2 separate regions of the Mus musculus genome follow, and region 2 is linked to region 1. The links are chromatin contacts, called in public HiChIP or PLAC-seq maps. All regions are on one chromosome and are shown on one strand. Each heading gives the region's core, a stretch centred on a gene start, on an enhancer-like site or on the middle of the called end of the contact. The rest is flanking DNA. Distances are from core to core; before and after follow the strand shown.

What was found. HiChIP or PLAC-seq counts read pairs in DNA pulled down with a chosen protein or histone mark.
Region 2: an H3K27ac HiChIP or PLAC-seq map of stem cell-derived neural progenitor cells shows a contact between it and region 1, with 6 times the contacts expected there. The contact joins two enhancer-like sites. A contact is called at or near these places in 1 of 115 datasets of contacts at active chromatin or transcription factors (stem cell-derived neural progenitor cells) and 1 of 9 other capture datasets (embryonic trunk).

The regions. Positions count from the first base shown.
Region 1 is chr11:111,816,927-111,821,560 of GRCm38.p6, reverse strand. All of the region lies in intron 1 of Gm30337 (a long non-coding RNA gene), which reads right to left. Among named protein-coding and RNA genes, the nearest start is that of Gm30337, 17 kb to the right of the region's middle. Within about 2 kb of position 2,825, at least 82 of the 459 cell types and tissues checked have an H3K27ac peak or open chromatin away from gene starts, as enhancers often do. A contact at or near this core is called in stem cell-derived neural progenitor cells, where this site is marked.
Region 2 is chr11:112,499,790-112,504,423 of GRCm38.p6, reverse strand. No RefSeq gene overlaps it. Among named protein-coding and RNA genes, the nearest start is that of BC006965, 210 kb to the left of the region's middle. Within about 2 kb of position 2,408, at least 61 of the 459 cell types and tissues checked have an H3K27ac peak or open chromatin away from gene starts, as enhancers often do. A contact at or near this core is called in stem cell-derived neural progenitor cells, where this site is marked.

The sequences.
Region 1 (4,634 bases), core at 1,576-4,075:
AGGAATAAACTTCAGAAGGTAATTAATTTTGGTTTTAAAGGAAATTCTCATAGAGTCTTAATCTTCCATATGTCTATTAAACAATCATTCCACAGAAGAAAAGTGATTTAGAGATGATCAACAAAATATAAAAATTCAACCATTAGACAGAAATGTCCCGTCCTTTCTTCCACAGAATACCAATCTCAATTTGCACCACATTAATATAAAATGGTTCATTTTTCAAGTGCAATGTACTTAAGAAAGCATGGGTGAGAAAATTTGGGCATTTTCAAAGGTTTAGCTCACTTTCATGGCATGAAAATAAATTAAATTTTGCTAGCTAGAGAAGGTTAAAAGTTAATTAATCGGTCAGTTGATAGCTTCTCTACTGATCTAGGGACCATCAAAGGGTGTCCAGTTAACCAGGACACCACTTCATAAATTGAAAACAACCTAAAAGTAATGACTTTGTAATTACTGCACTGTAATTAGATAAAAGGGTGGCTTTTTGGAAAGCAAAAAGATGGGAGAGATAGCCGTCCCACATTAAAAGAATAAGGTCTCTTAAGAGGCCTATTTAAATGTTCCTTAATTTTAGCCAATGTGTCAAATTGGACAGGGGTTTGATAAGAACCAAAACATCCAGAACACTGGAAAATAAAAGTTCACAAAAGAAAGCTTCCTTTAGAACTAGAGTGGAAGCCACCGACCTCTGTTTCCCTGGCTCCCAGGAGCTCAACAGCTTTCAAATTGCTTAAATAGTTAGCAGCGAGGTGATGCATAAATTGTCTAAGACAAGACATCAGTGATCTACAAACACTGCTGTGACTTAAGGCAACTCGACCAGCACTATAATTTCTGCAATGTGATATGCAATTAATTCCTCCTTAAACTAAAAAACAATGAAAATTTCATTATGCCTACATCTCACAATAAACTCGGATCCACTGAGCCTTTTTTCTTCCTGCTCATTTAAGTCCTTATAATTAATTCTGGATTTATGTCCTTTTCTGGCCAGTGTTTCAGTCTCCTCGCTAACTATTTAAGCAATTTGAAAGCTGTTGAGGTCCCGGGAGCCAGGGAAACAGAGGTCGGTCAGCTTCCACTCTACTTGTAAACGAAGCTTTCTTTTGTGAACTTCTGTTTTTTCAGTGTTTTGGATTTTCCTTTAGCCTAGTAATTAAATGTTATTGTCTTTGTTTTATGCTCAAGTCTAAGCGTAGGCTCTAGGGAAAGAGATGGGGCCAGGTATTCACACCCCAAAGATAGCCTAGTAGCACCATTTTCTAACTTTTAATTATTTTCTTGGTTTCATTTCCTGAAACTCTATTGTCATAATTAATAAATTAAAAATATCAAGTTGCACACATGTTCTAGAACCTTCCCGGGCTGTCTGTTTACCCTCACTTGTATTGCTATTTCATTCTTTATCTGGTACGGACTCACTTGCGTAAAAATATTTCAGGGTCATACATAGAAGGAAATAGCAAAATACCTCCCCCTTCCCCAGAAGCTTAGAGGAAAAGGAGTCAGCTCCAGGTTCATGGATGATGATAATGATGTCTAAAATAAGACCTAGCATGGCAGAACAAAACAGTCTTTATCTGACTTATGCACACATGCATGGCCCTGCACACCTGCACACACACAACCACATGCTCATATACTGTATTTACATGCATTACACATACATATAACATGCGTCACACACACACACACATAACATGTACACAAGCACACACACACACACACACAGAGAGAGAGAGAGAGAGAGAGAGAGAGAGAGAGATTTAACCTTCCTGCCAAGTCAGTATATCTGACCATGACCCTGACCCTACATTTGCAATACATTACTTTGCAAAAGTCTCTTTGTACACTTAGGCAGAGGGCATTTATACCACGCCTTTATGCTCACTGCTCTATGTCTGCAGACTGTCAGTGCTCTTTGGATTCTATAGGAAATAGAGACCTTTCTTTCTAGTCCAGCCTCCTTTTGATGTGCCTTGTTGTTCTTTGAGAAGAATGCTTTGCTGTTCCCTTAGGCCAATGATTCTGTTAGCATTCCTTCTAGGCTCCACCCCACAGTTACCTGGCAACAGCCAGGTATTCCTGACTCACTATAAAAGGGGCTGCTTGCCCCCTCCTCTCTTTCATATTCTCTTATCCCTCTTACTCTCTCTCCCTCTCTCCCCATCTCCCTTCCATGTGTTCCTGGCCTGCCTCTCTTCTCTCTTTTCTTGTTTTTTCTCTTCTCTGTTCTCTGTGCTCTCCTCTCTCCCTCCCTCCCTCCCTCCCTCCCTCCCTCCCTCCCTCCCTCCCTCCTTCCCTCCCTTCTTCTCTCTCTTTCTGTCTCTACTCCCTTCCCAACTCCCCTTCCCATGCCCTAAATAAACTCTATTTCATATTATATCCATCCTATATACCCCTGGTACCTCCAGGGGAAGGGATGACTCAGAGGACCCATGGGGCACGTCTACCAAAACACATCGTGTCCTCTTCTCTTTTTTATAAAACACAACAATTTCAGTCTGTATACATTTCAGACATCAAATGCCCAGTTGGGCAGATGCACAGAACCTGAGTATTTTACAAAACAAGCAGGCTGACGGGGACAGTCACAGTCATGTGACTTATATAAGTCTTAAATATGTATTTGCAAAATTTCCAGTGTATTCTATGCCAGGTCACACAGGGGCTGGGGACAGGATAATTTTAGGAGAGACAACAAACGGAGTAAAATTCTGCGAAGCAGTGGAATGATTTTTTTTAACCTCTCTTCTTCTTTCTAATAGTATTGGGAGCAAAAGTGGGTTGATGTATCTCATGGTTACTCTGGGCAACACAAAGCTTCCGAGGTCATAGCTAGAACAGTGACACAAATATATCCAACAAGGGGGCATCAGAAAGACTTTATTAATCAGCTTAATTTGTTCGTACTGATTAATGAGTTTTTTTTTTTTCTTTAAGTCAAAGAAAAGATTTTTTTTTTCTTTCCCTTTTAAAACTTGGTGTCTAAATGAACCAGCTGCAGTTGCTTTGGGGGATTTTTTTTTTCTTTGCTGTGGCAGTGTGAGAAACCATCTGTGTCGGTTTCTTTCAGAGTCTCCCAGGCTCTGTCCAGGTGTTGAGATTTAAGGCTGTGTCCTTCCTGACATCAGCTGCACAGGATGGGCGCTCACCCTCACTGTCAGCACCTTGTGAACAAGAGAAGGCCCTCTTTGTGCCCCAGCTCAAGGCCCAGCAGTGTGGCTATCTCTTTCTGTTTCAAATTAACATCAGTGGTAATTTCCGCTGGTTATGCTCCTCTAAAGGAACTCTATATCCCTCAACTCTTCTCGGCTCGCAGGGCTCCGTGGGAGGCTGTTAAGATATGCAAATGATGTTGTCTCAGAGGCGTCCCGTGGGTAATCACCCACACCCGTCGCCTTCCTCTTAACAAACTGAAAAGGAAATGTTCCAGTTTGGCTCTTAATACTGGAGGGAAAAGTAACTGTGATTTTTAGTTTTTTTCCTGAGACCCTTTTCATCAGTAAGAGATTTTTTTTTTCCACGTAAGGTTAAATTCCAGACTTTTAGAATACTGGGGAAAGAGAAAAGAATAGTAAAATGATGAAAGCAATTTTTAAAAGAATCAGGAAGCTGCCATTGTTCGTGTGTTTGTCAATTCTTCGCTAGACAACAAAATTTTAAGCAGTTCATTGAATTCTGAAGACTGATTTGTAGGGAATAAAAGTGTTCTTTTCTTACTTACCCTTTGCAAGGTACCTACCTGACTGTGAGCCTTACCAGGAAATACAGAGGAGCAAGAGAAAAGAAAGCAAATATTAAATATAGGATTTTTTATGTGACAGAAATTTTCAGAAAAAAAAAAAAAAGACCCAAAGAAAAGGGGGGAAAATTCGTGGTTTTCTTGTGATCAGGCACGAGGAGGAGGTGTGGAGAGTGAAGAGTACCTTGCAATATTAATAACCTGGGAGGGAGGCTCTGAGATCTTAGTGGTTAGACCCTCTGTGTCCTGTATGTCCTGGGTCTTCACGATCTGGCTGCTTTGTTTCCTTCAGGTTTAAAGAGGGTACCTCCAAAACAATGAGTGTATTTGCCTTCCACAGGATAACAGGTAGGTTAAGGAGGGAGTAGGCTCTTCATTTTGCCATTTTCCAGATCTAAAAGAAGCCACATTTTAAGACCCCCCTCTCTCCCCCACCCCCACTTCCCTCTCTGTCTCTCTCTGTGTCTGTGTCTCTCAAAAGATTCATTTTAATTTTTATGTATGTCTCTGTGTTCTCATGCGCATGAGAGTGCAGGTGGCCCCCCCAGAGGTCAGAGGCCATCTCATTGCCTGGAGCTAGAGTCCTAGGGGGTTGTAAGTAGTCAGATATGTGAGCTATGCATCCAACCCCCAGTCCTCTGCAAGAATAGCAAGTGTCCTTAACCACCGACCCATCTTCCCAGACTCCCCATGCCCAGTTTGAATGGTTGACTAAGTCTTTATGGTGAAGAGTAAGGTCTTACCTTTGTGACTGAATAGCTAAGATGATTTAGTTTAGCCTGACTCATGTTCCAATTTTAGAGTTGACCTTGTGACTTGAATTACTTGAGCATCTCTAAACTTTGCAGCTCTCCTCTCTACCTCTGATAACAACCTGCTTCAT
Region 2 (4,634 bases), core at 1,159-3,658, 680 kb before region 1:
GCATTCTATATATTTCTCTTTAATCCCACATATATATGTGTAGTTCTCACCCTTTGCAAGAAACTTCCCTTTCCTCCCACACGAATTCTGCACCTTAGATGCAAGGATTGTTGCAGAAGAGGGGGCAGAGAGACAACAAAAGCCAGAGGCACAGGGAGTTTTCTGTGAGACCGTGTCTCCTAGAAATATCAGAGAGAATCTACATTCACAGAGTTTCATTGACACGGCTGCCTAACGTTGGCCTGAACAAGGCTGGCAGCAATAGACACACTAACATGGACCAGGGGAATCTCATGGGGTTTCAACCCTGGACAAAGAATAACTACGGGCAACTGAGGAATGCAGAGAACAGGAGAAACAGTGTTCCCTAGAGAAGAGTATGCCCCTTCAGTGGGTTATCCAACACCAACTGGTCAGTTTCCAAATCATATGAATATGAGTAGCATTGTATGGAGTGAACAGGCTGAATTTATATATACAGGAATATATAAGAATCACTAAAAACAAGAGGCCATGGAGAAAGAGAGAGAGAGAGAGAGAGAGAGAGAGATTGGAAGGAGGAAAGGGGGAAATAATGTAGTTGTGTTAAAAATTCAAAAAATAAATATTACAAAAAATGTGTCTGACGTGAACTCCGACCTTTAACTGAGAATGTTCAAACATGCACCCCACCCCTCCTCAGTGTGCTTTCCTATGTAAGCAGCAACTCCTGAAGGAATATGCCCATTCCATTCTTCCATTCTGGGGGAAAGTGCCACTTTGGCACTCTCCAGAGCTGTTTTGTCTTTTGTTCAATAGCATGTAAAGGCACTGTGCTTGGCTCTACAGAGTGTGGTAGGAAGCCCTGGAGCTGGCAAGAATCAATGACTAGTGTACAGAGTAAAGCTTAGGGATGAAGAGTGGAGTCTTAGGTATGGTCAGAGCAACATCCAGAACCTATTTCAGGACTCACCTGAAATGTTTTCAGCCTTTTACAAGTCTGTCCACTGGTTTTAAAGAGGCAGACTGAGGGAATCTTGGAGTCAGAGAGTAGAGTGGGTCAGCATTCTTGAGTTCCCTTCTCCTCCTCCTCCTCCTCTTCCTCCTCCTCCTCCTCTCCCTTCCTCCCCTTCCTCCTCCAGATCCTGTGTGTGTGTGTGTGTGTGTGTGTGTGTGTGTGTGTGTGTGTGTTTGTGGTGTGCCCCTCCAGAGACTCTTAGGATGCAGTGTGTATGAGCCAGTGGTAGCCCGTGTGTTTGGAGCTGTGGTTCAGTACATATATCACTGAGGAAAATCATTCAGAATTCTTCCTCTAGAGCATCGATTCTCAACCTGTGGGTTGTGACCCCTTCGGGGGCGGGGGCACATTTCAGATACCCTGCATTTCAGATATTATTATAATTCACAACAGTAGCAAAGTTATATTATGAAGTAGCAAGAAAATAATCTGGGAGGGTCGTTATAGCATGAGGAACTGTATTAAAGGGTTGTAGCATTAAGGTAGGTTGAGAACTATCGCTCTAAAACATTACATTTAAACATTACATTTTAAAGGTAGAAGACAGGCATCTTGTGCTGTCATAGAATTATTAAAATTATGATCCACCTCAAAGTCTCTCTGTTCCTTCCTATCCTTGGGCAGATGAACAAATTGGGACATAGGCAGGGTAGGAGAGGACAAGGTTTCCCCCATCACTTTCTGGGGTGCTGGCAAAGCCTGCCAGCACCCATTTATCCCTGGACTCAATCAGAATTACCTCTCTGGGTTTCCAATTTGATCAATATCCCATTAACTGAAATGAATCTATTGCTCTCACTTTAAATAGGTTCTTGTGATTTAAAAAAATAAATGAGGAAGGGAAAAATGACCAGATCAGACTAATTTCCAGGATTCACTTCTCCAAAACGTTTCCTATCAGTGCATCCCATGCACTTTTGTTTCGGGGTCTGCATGTAAGGTGACCCTATGAATTAGATGTAGCAGGACCAAGATTCTTAAAAGGGAATATAAGTTTTGAAAACCCTTAGACAGAAAAATCCAACTGTCACACTCTTCTTTATTTACTTTCTGCTTGTAAGTTTCATGCTAAAGAGAAAAAAACAAAACAAAAAGACTTCATCCAAACCCCTGGAACAAAAGTAGGTTGTGGGGGAAGGGAGGGGAGTTTTAAAAAGGGAGGGAGGAGATGAGGGGGAAGAAGGAAAGAGATTCTTAATGGTATATTGTTTTCTGAGCTCTACCAATTAGCAAACATCTCTTATAAAAGAAAGAAAGAGGGAAGAAATTCCGTGCACCAGAGTAGCCTCAGTCAGCGGTGGGCACTCTGGGCTTGCAGGCTTTCATCCCCTCCTCCCTAACCCTTGTCCTTACATCAGACCAAGTGCATCCTGGGGGCTATTGTCATGTTGATGAGTCAGCCCCAGAGCCTGGATTCTCTCACTGCCCAGAGAGCTATTCCCACCACAGACTGGGCTCTGGGGCTCATTCAAGCTGAGCTGAATTGCTGGGAGAATAAAAGATCCAGCCTTAATTAACCGGCACTCTCCGCTCCCAGCCACAGCTCGATTGTTGTATAGCCTGCTCTTCCCCCTAAGGAGGAAATGCCAGGCCTCCTGAGGCAGCCCCAAGGATGGGAAGTAGAGATTCCCTTAGGGAGCTGGAGTTGATTCGGTCTTGTTTTGAAAATAGAATATTGCAGGGTATTACAGCTCTGCATCACCAATGTCCTGGTTTGTTAGTTTCTTTCTTTTTGTTTTTTGTTTTTGAAAAGAAACAAACCCCAGAGTCTGTGATTTCTTTGCCCCACTCCTGAGCTCCAACCATTCCTCAAGGTTCCTGATAAAAGTCTTTCCAAGCATTCTAGAACCCTGGTTAGGACTTTATTGGCAGTGTTGTTTTTATTTCTTTAAATAGTTTCTGATCCTATTGATACCAATAAAAAAAACCCGTGATCATCTTTTGAGTTATTTTTTTTTTCTCAGTGGTCGTTAAAATTATAATCAGTAGCGACTGGCTTAGTTTCTAATAGTTTCCCATCTGACTACCACAGAAAGGAGGCATGGAGTTGATAGTCTAGCAGGCTAACTTGCCTTTGGATGTGATGTTCTTGCTGTTTTGTTTTGGTGATGGTGGTCTCCTTGGGGATTAAATCTAGGGATTTGCTTATGTTAGGTGTGAACTCAGCCACTGAGCAATAGCCTGAAAACTGAGTTTGGACCTTTTGATTCACTGCCCTCGATGTCCTTTCCTTCTCCTGAGTTCTGTGGACAGCTACAACTGAGGAAGTCAGCATTAGCTGGGCCCCCATTCTCACTCCAGCCTATGAGTGTGCTGTTGATCTAAGGGGTCTAGAAAGGTTCATCATTCTAAGCAGGAGTCTCTCCAGTGTGGTTACAGCTTAGTGGGGCTCGCAGGGGGCAGCCACATTCTGATTGGACTGAGTGTGGTGCTAGCTTGGGTGGGTATGTATAGCAGGGCAGAAGGGCAGGGTGGAAGAGCCAGCTACTCTGAGAGTGGGACTCCGGTCTCTGACTTCTTCCTTTCCCAGCAGCACCTGCCCTGTGGTCTGCCATGTGTACTCTTTATGACTTGACTCTCAAGGAAGTTACAGATAACTTCTGAAGTTTTTGATAGAAGATGGTGTTCCCAGAAAGGAATTCTTAGCACGGCTGTAACCGTCAGGTGTGCAGTTTAGAGAGTCAGAGATCACAGCTCAATATTGTTCTAGGGGAATCAGTTTGCAAGGCCAGTGTTGAGGGGCCCTTTGTTTTCTTTATGTGTTTTCTGAATACCACAGGTATGCCGTTGCCTTACATCACAGCGTCCCCCTTCTCACTAGGCTTCCATATTAATTGCTTATGTCATTGCTGGGATGACATAACACTGTAGTGGAAGAAGATCTAATTTGAACTGTACTCATTTCTTGGTAGGAAGACATGATGTCTGGGGTTTATCCTTAGAGGCAGGAATCATCAGGGTGACTGTTTAACATCTGAACAAAGACGTGGAGGGTAGTCCATTCTGTAACCCTTCCTTCTTCCCATCCAAGACTCACTTCTAATGAAGTTCTACCATCTACAGGTGCCACAAGTTCCCCAAGCAGTGCCACCAGTTGGGGACCAAGTGTTCTATATATAAACTAACAGAGTCTGCTTCACACTCAACCTAAACAGCTTCCCATAATTATGGTCAAATATGAGCAGTCCTAAAATACTTTCCAATGTTCTTTAATAAAAGAGCAAAGTTTTAAAAATCAACAGTACAAAATCACTTTTAGGATGATTCTTTTGGTTTCATTTCCCATCGCCATGATAAAACACCATGACTAAGTGCAATGTAAGGAAGAATTTATTTTGGCTTATGGTTCCAGAGAAGCAAGAGTCTGTCACAGCAGGAAGCAGGACAGTGAGCAGCAGGCTGGGTGGCAAGAGAGGAAGCTGAGAGCTTCAAATACAAATCAAATACAAAGCAGAGAGAGGGAGAGGGGAAAGGAGAGGGGGAGAAGAAGGGAGAGAGGAAGGGAGAGGGAGAAAGATGAGGGAGGGAGAAGGAGAGGAAGAGGGAGAGAGAACTGGAAAATAGAATAGGGTAAAGCTATACACTCAAAGCCCACCCAGTGACATACTTCCTCCAACAAGACCACACCTCCCAAACC